Linked DNA regions of Sus scrofa: region 1 is linked to region 2. A link is a contact called in public targeted proximity ligation data. All regions are on one chromosome and are shown on one strand. The core of a region is the stretch at or near the end of the contact, and the rest is flanking DNA. Distances in the headings are between cores, read along the strand shown. Region 1 overlaps SLCO5A1 (solute carrier organic anion transporter family member 5A1). Region 2 has its middle 55 kb from the start of SLCO5A1.

The links.
Region 1: a contact with region 2 is called in a targeted proximity ligation map of skeletal muscle. A contact is called at or near these places in 1 of 47 Hi-C or Micro-C datasets (heart right ventricle) and 1 of 2 datasets of targeted methods (skeletal muscle).

The regions. Positions count from the first base shown.
Region 1 is chr4:65,520,865-65,525,468 of Sscrofa11.1, forward strand. It overlaps SLCO5A1 (solute carrier organic anion transporter family member 5A1), which reads left to right. Exons shown (of 11, transcript XM_005663031.3): 5 at 3,665-3,829. Among named protein-coding and RNA genes, the nearest start is that of SLCO5A1, 84 kb to the left of the region's middle.
Region 2 is chr4:65,381,499-65,386,348 of Sscrofa11.1, forward strand. No RefSeq gene overlaps it. Among named protein-coding and RNA genes, the nearest start is that of SLCO5A1, 55 kb to the right of the region's middle.

The DNA.
Region 1 (4,604 bases), core at 1,902-4,401, 140 kb after region 2:
ATTAATTTGCCCTGTTATCAGTCCTATCTTGATAAGATCGGATCTGCCAGGTTTCTGAACGCTAAAGTTAATGAGCACATGGCGTGTATTCATCCAGCAGTCAATACATAACTTTGTGTTAGATGTGTTTCTGTTCAAAGCCACCTTATTTAATGTATATTGTTGCGTTTATAAAACAGTACATAACTTATAAGTACTCTGTGGGAAGGCACTTTGAGGCTATGTAAGTACAGTTGGTTCTCGTTATTTGTGGTTATTGTGTTCTCTGCAGTTATGGTAAACACTGAGTTAGTGAATGTGGAAGCATTGCTCTGGGGGAGATCCAGGGTTAGATTCCTGCCGCCACGTAATCATCCAGCAATCAACACATAACTTTGTGTTAGATGTGTTTCTGTTCAAAGTCACCTTATTTAATATATATTGTTGATTCATTAACATTGAACACACAGCCAACAGTAGTGTAACTCATGCCTGAAGAAAGCTTACCTAACTCATGTTTTAGACAGTTCTCCAAGGAGCTCTGGTTTCTTTTAGTGTAAAATGGCATTTAGGAACCATGTCATTACCTTTTTTTTTTTTTTTTTTTTTTTTTTTTTTTTTGCTTTTTAGGGCTGCACCTATGGCATATGGAGGTCCCCAGGCTAGGGGTTGAATTGGAGCTGCAGCTGCCAGTCTACGCCACAGCCACAGCCATGCCAGATCCGAGTTGCATCTGTGACCTACACCTCAGCTCACGGCAACACCGGATCCTTAACGCACTGAGCGAGGCCAGGGATCGAACCTGTGTCCTCATGGCTACCAGTCAGGTTCGTAACCCACTGCACCACAGCGGGAACTCCTGGCTGTCACTACTTCTAAGCCTTGTTAGTAGACAGTTAGGAAGTGGGTGTATGTGTACACACACATGCACACACACATCTCTCCGCCTATTTGTCTATCTACCTACCTACTTATCATTTGTCTGTGTAAACCGTGAACTCACATCATCATCTCCAGTTCCAATCTGTCCACTTTCCATATTTGTAACTTCCCTCTCTGGCAGTTAGAAAACTCCCATTAGCGTGGATGTATTTACTTGTTTACTCACGTCCCCTGTATGTAAACAAATAACCAGCCCCACCAGCCAAAGATGTAGCCCTAGAGACGTGGCCCTCCACTCTGCAGGGCATGTAGTTTGAAAGTTTAACTCCAACAAAAGGCAAGGAGGAAGGTGGAAGAAAAAAGGAAGCTAACTTAAAGTTGTTGAAAGTTGGAACTTTTGCCAAATTCTTCTTAAATAACAGTAAGTTTTCTTTCAAGTAAAAAAGAGAAGGAGTTCCCATTGTGGCTCAGTGGTTAACGAACCTGACTTGCACCCATGAGGACTCAGGTTTGATCCCTGGCCTCGCTCAGTGGGTTAAGGATCTGGCGTTGCTGTGGCTGTGGCGTAGGCCAGAAGCTGCAGCTCCGATTCGACCCCTAACCTGGGAACCTCCATATGCCATGGGTGCGGCCGTAAAAAGACAAAAGACATAAAAAAAAAAAAAAAAAACAGAGAGAGAGAATCACCATGTGTGTTTTTTAGTTAGCTTTGAAATTAGAAGGCTATCTTACCGTACTAAATGGGCATAAGAGAAAAACCAGTTTTATGTAACTAGTGTCTTTTAAAATATTCATGTTATACATATGTTATCTTCTTGGATTTAAACATTTTATTTTGTATTTTCCCCAGATGTTTTCGATTCAACACATTGGCTTTTAATATATTAGCTAACTTAATTTGAATCTTTAAATGTTGACAGGAAATCTTATTAACTTTCTAATTTTAAATTTTGGGTATGGCATTTTGATTTGCCATATTTATAAGACAATATTAGGTACTTATATGAAGTACTCTGATGATACTTTTTCTGGTGTGTTTGTCCATGTTAAAAAAAGTATGCATCTTAATTTTTCTTTTAAAATATTTAAACTTGAAACAAATTATGATCTAGAACATCAAAGTTAGTTTGCACTTTAAAATGATAATAGTGAATAGTCTTGACTTTGCAAGTCTTAAATTCTGGTGAACAGGCTCTGAATTATAGCTTTAATAAGAGTTGGTGCTTAATTTTTATGAAATTATTGTAGCATAAAGAGATAACTGTTCTGATAACTGAGAAACTGTACATGTCAAAAGTAATGCAGCTTATGTACCTTTTCCAGGAAAACATGTAAAGATCATATACACGTGAGTGAATTCACATTGCAAACATGCCAAAATACAAAACTATATACATAGAACCCCTTTTTATTTCTCTTTCCCAATGTTACTTGATTTATAGAACTTCTCGGTGTTATATATTTTTTTGTTTGTGTGTTTTTTGTCTTTTTTTTTTTTTTTTTTTTTATAGCCACATCTGCGACATATGGAGGTTCCCACACTCGGGGTTGAATTGGAGCTATAGCTGCTGGCCTGCACCACAGCCACAGCAACGCCAGGTCTGAGTCGTGCCTGTGACCTACACCACAGCTCGCAGCAGTGCCAGATCCTTAACCCACTGGGTAAGGCCAGGGATCGAACCTGTGTCCTCATGGATACTAGTCAGATTCGTTACCGCTGAGCTACCACGGGAACTCCGGTGTTATGTATATTTAAAAGTATACATTCAACTGTATATAAATGCATTGTTTTGGTTTGTTTGATTTTTAGCTAAATATTATATGTATATTTACACACATGTATAGGTATATTTCTGCGGCAGCTTGCTTTATTCATTAAGCATAAATACTTCTTGGAGTTCCTTTTATGCCAGTACATAAAGCTCTATTTCATTTCTATTGCATAGTATGTCATTACACGGCTGTGCCATAATTAAACATTTCCCATTGATGGACATTTAGTTTTTTTCCCTAAATTTCTGTTGTTGAAAACAGTGCTGCAATGAAAATGCATATTCATCTTGAAGCACGTAGATAGCAGGTTATGCAAAATAAATGCCTAGATTCCAAAATGAGGCTTTTTTTCTCTTCCTTGAGAGGCAGGTGGATGGCCCCTGAGCTCCCGCCTCTGGGCTGTCCCGCTCCTTCGGAGATCATTTCCGTTTGTTCCTTGAGCCAAAGTCCCTGGAATGTCTGGCGTGGTGGCCTTATCCCTTTTAGCTGTAGTATTTCCTGTTTCATAACGAGGCTGGAAGAACAGATGCCTGTCATCATGTACCAGCTCCTCTGCTGTGGGCGTCAGCGTGTCAGGCCAGGCAGATGGCACCTCCGAAGTGACTTTACTCAGGGAAATGGGAGTTGGGTGAAGTGGAAACTAATTTAGGACTACATTGCAGGTACTTTCCACATTTGGCAGACTTTTTTAGGGTCTTACAAAAAATAGCTTTATTTTAATCCATAAAAATGCCAATCATTTACCTTAAGCAGTTTCTGAAACAAGAGTCATAGGTTGAGTACTTCTTATAAGGATATGTGTGTATGGGTATGTGTTTGGATTCTATATTAAAGTTCCTTATCCTAGTTAAAAAACAAACAAACAAACAAACCCAAATCTGTTTAATAAAGGGGATGAGTTCTAATTAGTGATCAGGTTTTTATGTATTGCTGAATGGCTAGTTCCAGTTCATTTCAGAAGCAATTCAATTTTCTTTTCTTTTCCATCCCTTGTTTATAACATTCATTTGTCATTTTTGTCATTTTATAGACCTACCAAGAGCAGCTGTCAGGATCTTAAGCAACATGACATTCCTTTTTGTGAGTTTGTCATACACAGCTGAGAGTGCCATTGTCACTGCTTTCATTACCTTCATTCCCAAGTTCATCGAGTCACAGTTTGGTATTCCGGCTTCCAATGCCAGCATCTACACTGGTAAGGCACTGCTGTTAGAACTCCTTGAAACCATGATCATTTTTGCCCACTAAACTAAAATGCAATGAGTGAAGAGAAAGTTCGTTCTAACATCGAAGTGTTAAATTTAAGTTCATTCACAGCAACCTTCCCCCTCGCAGATTTTAGGAGGAAGTCTTTGAATGTTTTCTCTCTGCTTCGGATTGTATTACTGTGTGACACTTTTTACCAACTGTGTTCTGAAAAAGGGGGAATTCTGCATAGTTGTGTTCTTATGGTTCTTAGTTAAAAAGCATGAAATAGGCAAAGCCTTCACATTTAAATCTGAATAAATCTTATGGGTTGACATGAGTATGAAAGTATTAAACTAAAAAAAAAAAAAATTGGGAGTTCTCCTCGTGGCTCAGTGGTTAATGAATCCGACTAGGAACCATGAGGTTGCGGGTTTGATCCCTGGCCTTGCTCAGTGGGTTAAGGATCCGGCGTTGCCGTGAGCTGTGGTGTAGGCCGGCGGCTACAGCTCTGATTAGACCCCTGGCTTAGGAACTTCCATATGCTGTGGGCGTGGCCCTAGAAAAGGCAAAAAAAAAAAAAAAAAAGACAAAAAAAATTCATGGTATGAAATATAGATCAGTTTCATGGTAGCAGGATTTTCCCTTCATAATGTGAACAGATTTTAATTGCGTTACTGGAGATGCTTGAAGTTGGAAAGGAAATCTGTGGATTTTATTTTAGATGATGTTTTATGTCTGAGAAAATTGATTTTTAGAAGACTTTGGCACTTGGACCCACAGTA
Region 2 (4,850 bases), core at 2,228-4,727:
GCCGATCTTTAACCGACTGAGCGAGTCCAGGGATCCAACCCGTGTCCTGATAGATACTAGTCAGATTTATTTCCACTGAGCCACGATGGGAACTCCACCACTTTCCTTTTTATTTCAACTGGAATGTTGTACTTGGTTTCAATACGTGTGCTTTTTTTTTTGCTCGTCTCCACTTCTTGTGTTTAGTTTTCCCTTTGAACTCGATAAAAATCAATAAATGTGGAGTTCCCATTGTGCACAGCAGAAACGAATCCAACTAGTAATCATGAGGTTGTGGGTTCGATCCCTGGCCTCGCTCAGTGGGTTAAGGATCAGGCATTGCTGTGGCTGTGGTGTAGGCTGGTAACTACAGATCTGATTAGACCCCTAGCCTGGGGGCCTTCATATGCCTTGGGAGCAGCCCTAGAAAAAACAAAAACAAACACAAAAAAACAAAGAAAAAATCGATAAATGTGCCTCAGGGATAATAAGCTGACATTTTAGGGAATAGCCAAGCATATAAAACTACTCAATTTCATAGATGCTATTTTATCTTTAAAATAGGTTTGCTGTTTGAAATGCATATTCGACAAAAGACAAGCCACTAACTAGCCATTTTTGTGTACATATGACAGAATTATAAATTAATGAAACTAATATCCAAAGAGCTTTTATAAATCACTAAGAGACAACAAATATTCCAATAGAAAATGGGCAAAGGACATAGACAACTCATGCCAAGAAATAAGTGCAAATGGCTAATTAACATGCAAAGAAAAAAAAAAACCGTGAAAAGGTAGTCACTCTGTAATACTTTAACAATGAATTATCATGGTCACAAAATTGGCAACATTTTAAATAGTCAGAATATCTGTTACTGGTGAGAATGTGAAAATTGAGCAGTCAAACACTATTGTTGGCCACGTGAAATGATATACCCCATCAATGAACAGAATAGCTGTTTCTGGAGGAAAGTTTACATGTGTGAAAAGCCTTAAAAAACATGCAAGCCTTTTGACCTAACGATTCTACTTCTAGGAATATCTTAAGGCAAAAATTGGATGAGCAGCAAGCTGTGTATATACAGGGATGTTTGTACAACTGCAGTTATAATAATAAAGTAGAAACAACCTAAACATGCGCTAATAGCTATTACAGTTATTATTATAAAGACGAAATTGTTCAGTGAGATGGAAAGAGTTTTTTCAAGTAATATTATTGAAAACAAAAAAATCAGACATCTTATGTTTGTTTAAGAAGAAAAGTATTGCTTTCCCATTGTGTCACAGTGGGGGCGAATCTGACCAGTATCCATGAGGATGTGGGTTTGATCCCTGGCTCGCTTAGCAGGTTGGGAATCTAGTGTTGCTGTGATCTGTGGTGTAGTTCACAGACATGGCTCGGATCTGGCATTGCTGTGGCTGTGGTGTAGGCCAGCAGCTGTAGCTCTGATTCCACCTGGGAACTTCTATATGTCTCGGGTGCGGCCCTAAAAAAAAAAAAAGAAGAAGAAGAAAAAGAAAAATGTTCATATAATCACAGAAAAAATATTGGAAGCGCATAGCTCAAAATTTGGAAGCAATTGCCTTTACATGGAGAATTATTGTTTTTTTATTTTTTATTTTTCTGCAATGAGTTGGTCTTATGTTTTAGTTGCTATTGCTGCATTGCAGACCAAGGCAAAACTATGGCATAAAGGAACAGTCATTTTACTATGTTTACAAGGTCTATGGGTCAAGAATTTGGAAAGGTCAGAGCAAGGACATCTTGCCCCTGTCACATCCTATCACACACCTCAGCTAGGAAGACTTGAAGTCTGGGGGTGCCTTGACAGCTGGGGACTTGAGGACCTGAAGACTCCTTCACTCACAGGTCTGACCCCTGGGAGGATTTGAAGACTCCTCTGTCTGCTGGAGGTGCCTACATGTGGCCTCACCATGTGGCTGGACTCCCTCCCAGCATGGTGGCCTCAGTGCCACTGGGCTTCTTCCATGGCAGCTGAGGGCTCCAGGTATGGACAGTGCAGTGAGCAAGGGAGATGCTGTGCTGCCTTTTCTGATTTGGCTTTGGAGGTTGTGTGGTCTTACCCTGCTGCTTCTACTGAGTATGAGTTGCAAGCTCATTCCTATTCAAGGGGAAAGCAACATAGACATGATCTCTTGGTCACATTGGAGAAAAGTGAGAATGGGAGATAGCGTTGCAGCCATCTTTGGAAAATGCACACATCTTGCTTTTGTAGTTAGGAGGAAAAAAAACCTCCATAAATATTGTTTCATTAAAAAAAAAAGTTAATTAGGATTTCCCGTTGTGGGCCAGTGGAAATGAGCCTGACTAGTAGCCATGAGGATGTAGGTTCGATCCCTGGCCTTGGTCAGTGGGTTAAAGATCTGACGTTGCTGTGATGTAGTGTAGGTCGCAGACGCAGCTCGGATCTGGCATTGCTGTGGCTGTGGTGTAGGCTGGCAGCTGCAGCTCCGATTGAATCCCTAGTCTGGGAACCTCCGTATGCCACAGGTGCGGCGGTAAAAAGACCAAAAACAAACAAACAAACAAAAAAAGACCCCTAAAAAACTCCTATATAAAATAGCTATGAGCCTATCTGAGTTTTGGATTAGAGAACCATTTTGCATTAATTGAATTGAAAACAACCTTTCCAAAATTTGTGGTGTGTCCTGTCCTATCCTTTCCTTTTGTTTTGACCCTGTCCACAGCATATGGAAGTTTTTGGGTCAGGGATGGAACCTAAGCCACAGAAGGGACAACGCCAGATCCTTTAACAGCTGCACCACCAGGGAACTCAGAGTCTCTGGTCCTTGATGCATTCCTGAGTGTGGGCACAAGGATAAAAGTGTGGCTGAGTGGGTGTAGGATTCCCAGCTACGATATAAGGAAACCAGTTAAATCTGAATTTCAGATAAAGAACAATTAAAAGTTTAGTATAAGTCTGTCCTAAATTTTTCATGGGCCATGCTGATGCGAAACAATTATTCATTGTCTGAATTTCAAATTTAACTGGGTTTCTTACATTATTGTTTTGCTAAACCCCGGTTGCCTAGTTGGAGGGCCGTGGTTATCTTCTGACTCCCCCCTGTCGGGCAGGGAGGGGAGGAGCTTTTGGCCGTGGTGCAGGATTCTATTTTCAGCGTGGGCATCAACACTGTCTCAGAATAGAAGAGGCTGAGAGATGGAGCGAGGGAAAGAATGTTTTCCAACATGCAAGGCTGGAGATCCGGACTTGATTCCTGAACGTGTTGAAAATGTCCTATGACCTTGGATAAGTCATTAAAATCTCTCTATGGCCCAAGTCTCTTATGTGAATCATACTAGCCTAGCATACAGTTGTTGGGAGGGTGAAATTAAGATGAGTCAATGTATTTCAAAGACCCCAGAAAAGATTTAAAGCCTTGGCACTGGATTTCCCACCCTGGTGCAGTCAGTTATGAATATGACTACAGAGGCTTACTTAGGTTGCTGTGAAGGCACAGGTTCAATTCCCCAGCTCAGCCCAGTGGTTTAAAGGATCTAGCAGTTGCTAGAGCTGTGGCGTAGGTTGCAGCTAGGGCCTGATCCAATCCCTGACCCAGGAACATCTGTATGCTATGGGTGTGGTCATTAAAAAAAAAAAAAGAAAAAAGAAGCCTTGGTACTGACTGGTTTGCTCTCACTCTGAGTCTGAGTAGCACAGAACCTGAGGGGGAGTAACACCTGAGGGGCCATCTCTGTAAGCTTTTTGGCCACGAGAGCCCATCACTTTTTTAATATTTACATTTTTTATTGGCCAAGGAACATAGCAGGTGGATGTGGGATCTCAGTTCCCAGACCAGAGATTGAACCCAGTCCACAGCGATGAAAGTGCTGAATCCTAACCATTAGACCACCAGGGAACTCTCCACATCACTCTTTTTATTTTATTTTATTTTATTTTATTTTAGTCTTTTTGGCTATTTCTTGGGCCGCTCCTGTGGCATATGGAGGTTCCCAGGCTAGGGGTGGAATCAGAACTGTAGCCGCCGGCCTATGCCAGAGCCCCAGCAACGCGGGATCCGAGCCGCGTCTGCAACCTACACCACAGCTCACGGCAACGCCGGACCGTTAACCCACTGAGCAAGGGCAGGGACCGAACCCGCAACCTCATGGTTCCTAGTCGGATTCGTTAATCACTGGCCACGATGGGAACTCCCTTTTTTTTTGATTTTTTAAATTTATTTTTATTTTTAAATTTTTTTTCACATCACTGTTTTTAAATAAAACATCACAGCAAATTTGCTGTTGCTTTTTCAAATCTATCATCCACAGTCCCCTCATGAGCTATTGAACTCAGGACAGGAGTCAGGACGTGAACTAGGGCAATAGCAGACTGTCTTGTTAATTAGGAATTAAATGTGTCATTAAGTTCTTTGTCTTTCTCTTCATTTAAGGACTGTGACTCTCTCTTTTGTGGAATTCACACAAGTTAGAGGCTAAAATGCTCTAAAGAGTTATATCCTACTAGTTACAAAATAAATAAGTCGGGGAGTTCCCATTGTGGCTCAGCAGGTTAAGAACCTGACTAGTATCCATGGGGATGCAGGTTTGATCCCTGACCTAGCTCAGTGGGCTCAGTGGGTTAAGAATCTGGCATTGCCTTTTTCTGTGGTATAGGTTGCAGATGGGGCTCAGATCCTGCATTGCTGTGGCTGTGGTGTAGGCTGGCAGCTGTAGTTCTGACTCAACTCCTAGCCTGTGAATTTCCATATGTGTCCCTAAAAAGCAAAAATAAATAAAGAAGTCACAGGGGTATAATGCGCAGCACAGAGAACTTAGTGGACAATATTATAATAACTTTGTGTGGTGTGTAATCTAGAAAAATAATGTCACTATGTTATAAGGAA